2 separate regions of the Gossypium hirsutum genome follow, and region 2 is linked to region 1. A link is a contact called in public Hi-C data. All regions are on one chromosome and are shown on one strand. The core of a region is the stretch at or near the end of the contact, and the rest is flanking DNA. Distances in the headings are between cores, read along the strand shown. Region 1 holds the start of LOC107951681 (inositol-3-phosphate synthase). Region 2 holds the start of LOC107951678 (L-ascorbate oxidase).

The links. A called contact is a pair of places that touch in the nucleus more often than the background predicts.
Region 2: a Hi-C map of leaf shows a contact between it and region 1, with 1.6 times the contacts expected there. The contact joins the promoter of LOC107951678 here to the promoter of LOC107951681 in region 1. A contact is called at or near these places in 9 of 34 Hi-C or Micro-C datasets (callus and leaf).

The regions. Positions count from the first base shown.
Region 1 is chrA02:98,968,945-98,973,654 of Gossypium_hirsutum_v2.1, reverse strand. It overlaps LOC107951681 (inositol-3-phosphate synthase), which reads left to right and starts at 2,666. Exons shown (of 10, transcript XM_016886803.2): 1 at 2,666-3,119; 2 at 3,203-3,271; 3 at 3,381-3,516; 4 at 3,602-3,849; 5 at 3,945-4,171; 6 at 4,265-4,380; 7 at 4,551-4,710. The coding sequence starts at 2,932.
Region 2 is chrA02:99,136,700-99,141,409 of Gossypium_hirsutum_v2.1, reverse strand. It overlaps LOC107951678 (L-ascorbate oxidase), which reads right to left and starts at 2,855. Exons shown (of 3, transcript XM_016886802.2): 1 at 2,421-2,855; 2 at 1,925-2,326; 3 at 655-1,848. The coding sequence starts at 2,816. The coding sequence ends at 889.

The DNA of each region.
Region 1 (4,710 bases), core at 1,417-3,916:
TCTTGTTATTTTCTACCGAAACAAATTGAACTGACTAATATAACTTTGTGTTTTTCTTTTTTACCATTCTAAATATACAAACTTATAAGATTTCTAGTTTTACTAAAATAATTGGTTAAAAAATTACTTGATCAAATTTATTATAATTATAAATGAGAATTTTAATTCTCTTAAATGACCTTTTTAAAGGAATTTATATAATAATAATAATAAGTCAAATTTATATTGAATTTTTTTAAATTTAAATTATTTTGCTTCCATTAACCAAACAGTGAAAAGTGAAAAATTATATTACTTTTTAAATAGTAAATTTTAATTATTTATAAAATAATATTTTATATATAAAATTTTATAAATAATACATTTTTAATATAATATAATATATTAATTAATATATTAATTATATATTATCTGTAAAATGTTTTGGGAATATATTAACGGCTAAGAAAAAAATAAAAAAATAAAAAATTAAGAATTTAATTTACTATATTAATTTTTATAATTTAAAAATTACATGAAGTAAAACTACACTATCAATTGAATATGTTAAAAATATTTTAATTATTGTTTCAATTTATTATTATACTATTTAGATTTTAAATAAATTAATATATAAAATTACATACAATACATATGAGATTAGAGACTAATATATATTCTGAAAAATAAATGCTCTTTATTATTTATTATACTTCAAAATTGCCATTATAGTTTTTATTACATTTGAAATTTATCAAATGTATAACTAAAAAATTTTAATTTTTTCGAAACGCTTTTTTAATGAATTGAATTTGATAATAGAAAAAAGATATTTTAAAAAAAATCATTACATATTATATTTATTTTAAGTGCTTTAGAGGATTTTTATTTCTAATAATGTTTATCAAAATTATAACTAACACATTTAAATTTATCAAAAATTTGTTAAGAAATTAATTTAATAAATTTTTTTGACTCATCGAAAAGATAAATTTTAAACTTTTTTAAAAACATGTTAATTTATAAACAATTAAGCATAATTAAATAATAAGTTTTAAGAGATTATTATTTTTAACAATGATTAAAAAATAATAATATTTTGAAAAGTTAGCTTAAATATCTAACATAATTATTGTGAACAATAAAATATATTTTAATATGAAAAAAAAGTACATTATAAAAGTTTCATGAAAAACAATATATTATATTCTACCAAAGCACGAGATACACTTAGTGGCATTAAAAAATTGTTAACTAAAATACAAAAATAATTTAATATTTTTATAAATTAGCAATTTGAGAAAACTCTAATCTTGATCTCAGTCTGGTTTATTTTTAAGTGTCAAAGTCTCAGTCAAATCCTTTTATTTATTTACGACCCTGATTCTAGCTGACAAGTACGGGATCTCATCTTTTTAACCATGCCAGATTAATAGTTAAACTGTAAATTTTGGTTTTTTTATCCTAATAATAATAAAAATAACTTAAATAATATGCTCTTAAGATTATTTATCAAAATGATATCTTTATTTCAATATTTTACTGGTGTTACCTAATAAATTGGCGACACCATACTGAAACATGATGACTTAAAATATTCAAAATCTAATATATAAGTTGACAGTGCGGCGACACCAAACTTTAAATAAAGTAAATTGTTTTTTAAACTCTTTTTGTTTATTATTTCTTTTTATTTCTCTTTAACACAAAAAATAGAGAGACTTTTTATCAATTAGTCTATAAAGTTTTTTTTACTAAAAAGTATTTTTGTAAAAAAATCGATTTTAACTAGAAATAAATTTTATTTATTTTTAAAAAAATAATTTTTTTGTTCAAATAATTTTTTTTAAAAATTATTCCGACAAGAATAAAAGAATTTGAACAAAAATTATTTTTCAAAAAATAAATAAAATTTATTTTCAATAGGAATCAATTTTTTTACAAAAAGAAAATTTGATAGAAATTTTTTTTGAGTAATTGGTAAGAAGCCTCTCTATTTTTTGTATTAAAAGAAAATAAAAGAAAATAATAAATAGAGAAAGTTTATGAAGCAGTTTAACTTATTTAAAGTTTGATGCTCTCACACTATTAACGGACCTAACAATTCTTTTTAACAACCAATCAAAATGAGAAATTTACGTATTAAATCCCTGAATATTTTAAGTCAATATATTTTAATCTTGTGTCACTAATTTACCCCAACACTGACAAAATACTGTAGTAAAAGTACTATTTTGATAAATAATTTTATGGGTATATATTTGAATTATTAAATTTTTTTATATTATTGATGTAAGAAAAGCCGTATCTTTTATTATTATTACTTCCCACTCTGGCCTCACATGAAAACAAGCAAGGACGGACTCAGTTGATAGTTGAGATGCACAATACACCTCAACTAAAGCGCGTAAGAAACACCTATTCTTCACCGTCGGCCAAGTCTTCGGCATATACCATTAAAATTCCGGTCTTTTATCCACGTGGAAATACAGCGCGTGGATATGGGTCCTACTAAACGATCCAGTCATTCAATCAATATACCCCTTCGAGTACCTTCTCAATGGCAACACAATAAAAATAAAATAAAATAAAATTTCCTTCACAAGGTTAAGCCACGTGTAAAGTGTATTACACGTCAAAAATGACACCCCTCTTCACACGTACGAACGGGCAAAAAAACCACAAAACAGCATAGGCATGGCCTACCTTCTCTTGAATCGAAAAACCAAAGGGGATTCAATGACGAAATTTTAACGTAAGGCATCAACCATTGTGATGATGCCACGTGTATCCTCTCATTATATGTTTCCTCTATAAATAAGCCTCCTAGTCCCAAGCTTTGAAGCACAAAATTGTGGGGCAAAAGAGAAATAAAAACAGTTTCATTTCCATTCTAAGTTTGTGTTTTTTATTTGCCTTTTGTGGGTTTTTTTTAAAAAAAATTCAGCAAAAATGTTTATTGAGAGTTTTAAGGTAGAGAGCCCCAATGTGAAGTACACGGAGAATGAAATTCAGTCTGTTTACAACTATGAAACTACAGAGCTTGTTCATGAGAACAAAAATGGAACCTATCAATGGGTTGTTAAACCCAAAACTGTCAAATATGAATTCAAGACTGATATCCATGTCCCTAAATTGGGGTTAGAATCCAAATCTGCCCATCATTTGTTTTTTTGCCATTTCGATTTTGATTATTTTGATTTTATTTATTTATGTGTTTTAGGGTGATGCTTGTGGGATGGGGAGGAAACAATGGTTCAACCCTCACCGGAGGTGTTATAGCTAACAAAGAGTGAGTTTTGTACTTTCTAGATAAAAGATCTGATTAATTTTGATTTGTTTTCTTTTCTCCTTTTTTTTTTTTGGATTTTTGAGATATGGGTAATGATGGGTTTTCTCAGGGGTATCTCTTGGGCTACTAAGGACAAGGTACAACAGGCTAATTACTTTGGTTCATTGACTCAAGCATCAACGATCCGAGTTGGGTCCTACAATGGAGAAGAGATTTATGCTCCATTTAAGAGTCTTCTTCCTATGGTATACGAATTATAAACCCAGATTTAGTTTTTAATTTACTAGTTTGCTACTTAATGCTTAATGCTTGATAAATGAATGAATAAAGGTGAACCCAAATGATATTGTGTTTGGAGGATGGGACATTAGTGACATGAACCTAGCTGATGCAATGGCTAGGGCCAAGGTTTTCGACATTGATCTGCAAAAGCAACTGAGACCCTACATGGAATCCATGGTCCCACTCCCTGGAATCTACGATCCTGATTTCATTGCTGCTAACCAAGGTGAACGTGCCAATAATGTCATGAAGGGGACCAAGAAAGAACAAGTTCAGCAGGTCATCAAAGACATCAGGTATATAATCAACTCCAACCCTCCAAACTGTATTTGTTAAGCTTGTAGAACAGGAAAAGTAGCTGAATTTTTTAACATTTGATTGGGTAAATCAGGGAGTTCAAAGAGAAAAACAAGGTGGACAAGGTTGTTGTACTCTGGACTGCAAACACTGAGAGGTACAGCAATGTCATTGTGGGGCTAAATGACACCGTGGAAAGCCTTATGGCTTCTTTGGAGAAGAATGAATCAGAGATTTCTCCTTCCACTTTGTATGCTATTGCTTGTGTTCTTGAAAATGTTCCTTTCATCAATGGCAGCCCACAAAACACCTTTGTTCCAGGTTCTTAATTTAGCTCAGCTGTCTTCCTAATTTTATAAATTGTAATGACGAGTAAATGTAATAACCTCTACAAGTGACTCTTATTGTATTCAGGGTTGATTGATTTGGCTATTCAAAGGAACTGTCTGATTGGAGGAGATGACTTCAAGAGTGGCCAGACCAAGATGAAATCTGTCCTCGTGGATTTCCTTGTTGGGGCTGGTATCAAGGTATAAATCTTTTGACTTTATGGCACTATCGCCGTAATTGTTATAATAAGCAATTAGTACCAATATAATTGAAGTAGAAAGTTTAAGTGTTTGGTAGCTTATGTGTCAATAAAATGTAAATAATATGACATTGATAGGTGGTTGTACTAATGGTGATGATAAATTGACAGCCAACATCGATAGTGAGTTACAACCATCTGGGAAATAATGATGGCATGAATCTGTCAGCACCCCAAACCTTCCGTTCCAAGGAGATCTCAAAGAGCAATGTTGTTGATGACATGGTTTCAAGCAATGGAATCCTCTATGAGCCTGGTGAACATCCTGATC
Region 2 (4,710 bases), core at 1,606-4,105, 170 kb before region 1:
TTAGCAAAAATATAAATAATAATTTATTATAACTTATTGTTAATATTTTAATATATAATATTAATTTTAAATATTTTTAAGTAATTAATATTAATTATTTATTAAATTTAAACAATCAGAAAATAACTAAACTGAAAGAGAAGAAAAAATGAATAACTTGAAGAGAAGAAGAAGAAAAGAAACTCATCAGTGGAGGAATTAAAAGAACTTTGAAAGAAAAAATGGGTATTCTAATGTGTCTTTTGGAGAAGATAAATTGAGGTTAAAAATGTAAATAGCAGCAAAAGCACTTTTGACTGAGAAAAAAAATTAAAATTTTCAACTTTTTCATCTGTTAAAACGCACTTCTTTTAATTTAAAATTTTTACTCAATTGATACTTGTTTGGCAATACTTTTAAGTGAGAAGTACTTGTTTAAGGAAAAACTCATCTCAAAAGCACTGCTAAACGGGACCTAAATGAAGGTCAAATCATTCAAAATGATCAAATAACCGCCTTTTTCAAAGTCTTCAAATAAGAATTTTTCAAATGTTATATATCAAGCTTCAAAATAATATCATTTGTTCTATTTTAGTCATGTAGGAATTCACCTAATTTTCACTACAAACTAGAGTTAAGTGGGATAAAAGCTTTTATTTGAATATTTTTGTAAATATTATTTTTTATTACCATTTTAAAGATTTGACATTTATACAAACAACTCCTAAAAATTATCCTAATTTGAGCTTTAATCGATTTTTTTATTAATTTATAAAAAATCGTAATAATATAACTCAATTTATAAAACAAATGATTTTTAATTTTTTTTAAATAAATACGAATATAATCTTTTTATACAATCCAAAATACAGAAAAAAGAAAGAAAGAATTAAGATGTAAGGATATGTACTAGGGCCTGTAAAGACCTTGAGTTTCACCACAGCCCATAATAGAAGATGGTAACTTGCCAACCTTATCAATCCCTTCTGCAAATACCACGCCCATACCCATATAGAAATGGGATTCTATATGGCAATGGAATGCCCAAGCTCCTGGGTTATCAGCCCTAAACCTCAAAGCAGTCCATCCATAAGGATGTACCGGCACTGTGTTCTTCATAATCGGGTTCACCAAATTATACTTCATTGGATCATTGAACATATCGAACTTCCCTTCCCCATACCCCAATACCCAGAAATCATGTCCATGTAAATGCCAAGGATGCGTCTCACTGGTATTAAGAATCATGGAGTTGGCATTTTGAAGTATAATATCCACAGTTGAGTTGAAGTTCAACCTGTAAACCCCATTGCTCGAAGTAGCATTTTTGTTCTCTTGTACTATACGGATATCATAATTCTGGAAATCGTACCCATCGGGAGGTGGGTTTTGATCGAACACATGGGTTAGATTTTCCTTGAGTGCGATCAAGTAAGGTGTATGAGGAAGTGCGAAAGAGACATTGTTGACCGACCACCGAACATTCCCATTGATCGTGTTTTGTGTGTTGAGGAACACAATGACCCTGTCTGAACGTGAAGGTGGAGTGTGAATGTAACCTTGGCGAGCTTTAATGGCGTGACTCTGAGCTAATCGAGGGTCAGTGTTATTCCATAGAGGAGGAGGTGGAGGAGTTGTGGGAGGAGATCTCCTTGGATGATTTGGATAGTAAACGAAAACGCCGAGACCAGGAGGAGTTTTGGGTGCTGATCGACCAACAATATTGGATGTTATCCAATAATTCCTTGTGGGATCTTGGTCGGCTTTTACTAGGACCGAATATGTCTCTCCCGAGTAAAGGAACAAGTTTTGTACTACAAATGGCTCAACGTAATGCCCATCAGCTTCAACCACTGTCATATTATGACCCTGAAACAGAAACAAATTAGCTTCCAGATTTAAAAACAGGCAAAATTTGAACCCATTTTACAGTCTTAAGAAATACCTCAATTTGGAAGCTGAGGGCTGATAGAGCAGTTAAACTAGAGATTCTCAATCGATAAGTTTTTCCAGGGACTGCTATTAATCTGAAAGGCTCACAATCTGGATTTGTAGCATTGCAAATACCAGCGTCTAAACTTGGAGTAATTAAAGTAGAGCAGTTGAACTTTCCTCTTCCATGGATCAAAAGTGACTCAGGCTCTCCAACCCATTGGAAGGGAATAGCAGACAAGCCAGCAGCTTGTTCATAAGTGCTTTTATGGTACCAATCATTGAGTATAATATTCCGATCATAATCGTAGGTAAAAGGTTCGGATTTTCCATCAGGAAGTCCAACAATGATTGATCCATATAACCCAGCTTCTCTTTGCATCCCATAATGTGCATGATACAAGTATGTTCCAGCCTAAATCCAATACAAATTTTTTTGGAATTTCAGTTTATAAATCTCAAATTAGAAGAAAGAAAAAAAAGCCTTGAAACTTGAAACACAAACTTACTCTGTCGACAACAAACTGATACTTGAAAGTGGTTCCGGGTAAAATCGGACATTGAGTCACTCCTTCAGTTCCATCGAACCAGGGTGTTCCGATCTGTCGAATTCCATGCCAGTGAATTGCAACATTCTCTGTTAACAAACTGTTGGTGAGCTCAACGATGATAGTATCATTTTGCTGTGCGGTGATTGTAGGACCAGGTGTTCGGCCATTGATGGTTATTACCAGTTTCTTTAAACAATCAGGGGACTTGTATTCGTACTTCACTTCCCATTTATACCGACGAATCCGAGCTTCAACGGCCGAACCATTTAACAAAGCTATAATCCCTAATAACCATAGAAATAAGATTACTCTGCTTTTGCATTTTGGTATCAAAACCATATTGCTAAAGATCATGCTTTCAGCTTTCCACTCAGTCAACAAAAAAATTTTGAGTGGTTACACCCTTGGCGTGCAAAGTATATATAGTATGTCGAGGGATAGAGGGTAAAAGTATAATGGAATTTTGTATTAACAGTTAAATTGTATTGTATTTTTTATAATTAAAAATTAGATAAATTAGTCAATTATATAATTAATTATTTTATTAAAAATTCATCAATTACGTAGTACATATAATATGTTACATGTCATCGTTAGATTATTCTATCAATCATACTAATTTTTAAAAATATAAAAAAAAATGAAACTGTTAAAAGAAAGAATTAACTTACACTTTAATGTATACTTATTATTTTAATAAAAGTTTCAATAATAATTTTACTAGCATCTATGCCTTTCATACGTGGTCAATTAGTTGGGAAGATCAACACGTCTTTTTCTTTCCCTTTTAGAATTTTCTTGCCTTTTCTAAGATTTTTTAGAAATTAAATAATAAATTATTTATTTATTAGTCAAAACAACAATATCATTATAATAAATGCGTGAAAACTGAAATATATTTTTATATTTAGTAAATTAGAAAAGTATGATTATGGCAAATGAATTTTTGGCTTAATAGCATGTTTGAAATTTTGAAAACTAAGAGTTCATATTTAAGTTTCATCAAGCATAAATATATGATTTCTTTTCTATATTTATTTTAGTTAATTAATTTGAGTTGAATTTATTTAAATTTAATTAATTACTTATAAATTATTTTTAATAAATATAAGGTTCAGATATATTATAAGTTTATGTATTCTTCTTAGATTTAAAATTTAGTCCTTATACTTTTATTTTTAAGAATTTAGTCCTTCTACCTTTTTAGATTTCAAATTTTAGTTTCATTATTAAAATTTTTAAAATTTATTTTGTTTAATTTAGATTCATTACGACATTAATTTTTTAGTTACATAATTATTTGAAAATGTCACCAAAAAAATTTAAAGTGTTAATAATTAGACTTAAATTTTAAATTTTAAATTTTAAAAAATAAAAAATTTTAAATTTTAATAAAAATGAAGGCAAAATATATGCCAGTAGATAAAGAAATTAAGAAAGTCCACTTTTGGCAGCGGAATAAACCAGTCAGACAAGTTGAACAGAAGCATATGTATCCTCAAACGAAGAAGCCGAGTATTAACGTGGATTTTCTTCCAAGTTTGTTGACAAGTGCACATGTTAGCATGCCAAAAGAATAAATAGATTATGTTAAAAAAGGTAATTTAAAAAATTAATCATAAATTTCGTCAACACTAATTAAATAAAAGTATAATTATTACTATTTTATAATTATAATAGGATTTGTTTAGACAATACAGATTAATTGAATGAAAGTGTAATTACAATCTTGTCATTATAAAAAATTGTAATTCCCTTAATGTATTTGGTTGATAGAGTAATTATATTGTAATTTCATGTGCATGTTTAGTAGTACAAACTGTAATTACACAGTTATATAATTTATATTTTAAAAAATTTTAAAAATTATAAAAATATTAGTATAATAATAATTTCTATAAAAAAATTTAAAATCAAATCATCATATGTATTGTATTAGTAATAAATATAAGAAAAAATAAATATCATACGCAATTTTATCTAATTAATCTAGTGCATATATATTGGGTTATATTCTCTTTTTAATATTGAACATACTCTCCTTATCATCATCTGTTGGTCCTTAATCAAGTTCATCATCATTTGCATTTGAATCTGCATCATTAAGATAATCTATATCTCATTCTTCCATATACTCTTCGAAATTTGGATGATATCAATTATGATTTTCTTAACGTTTAAATTATCTTCTAGCAGTGGAAAAGACGGTCTTTACTTAAGTTTTTAATAAAAATCGGGGTTCATACAT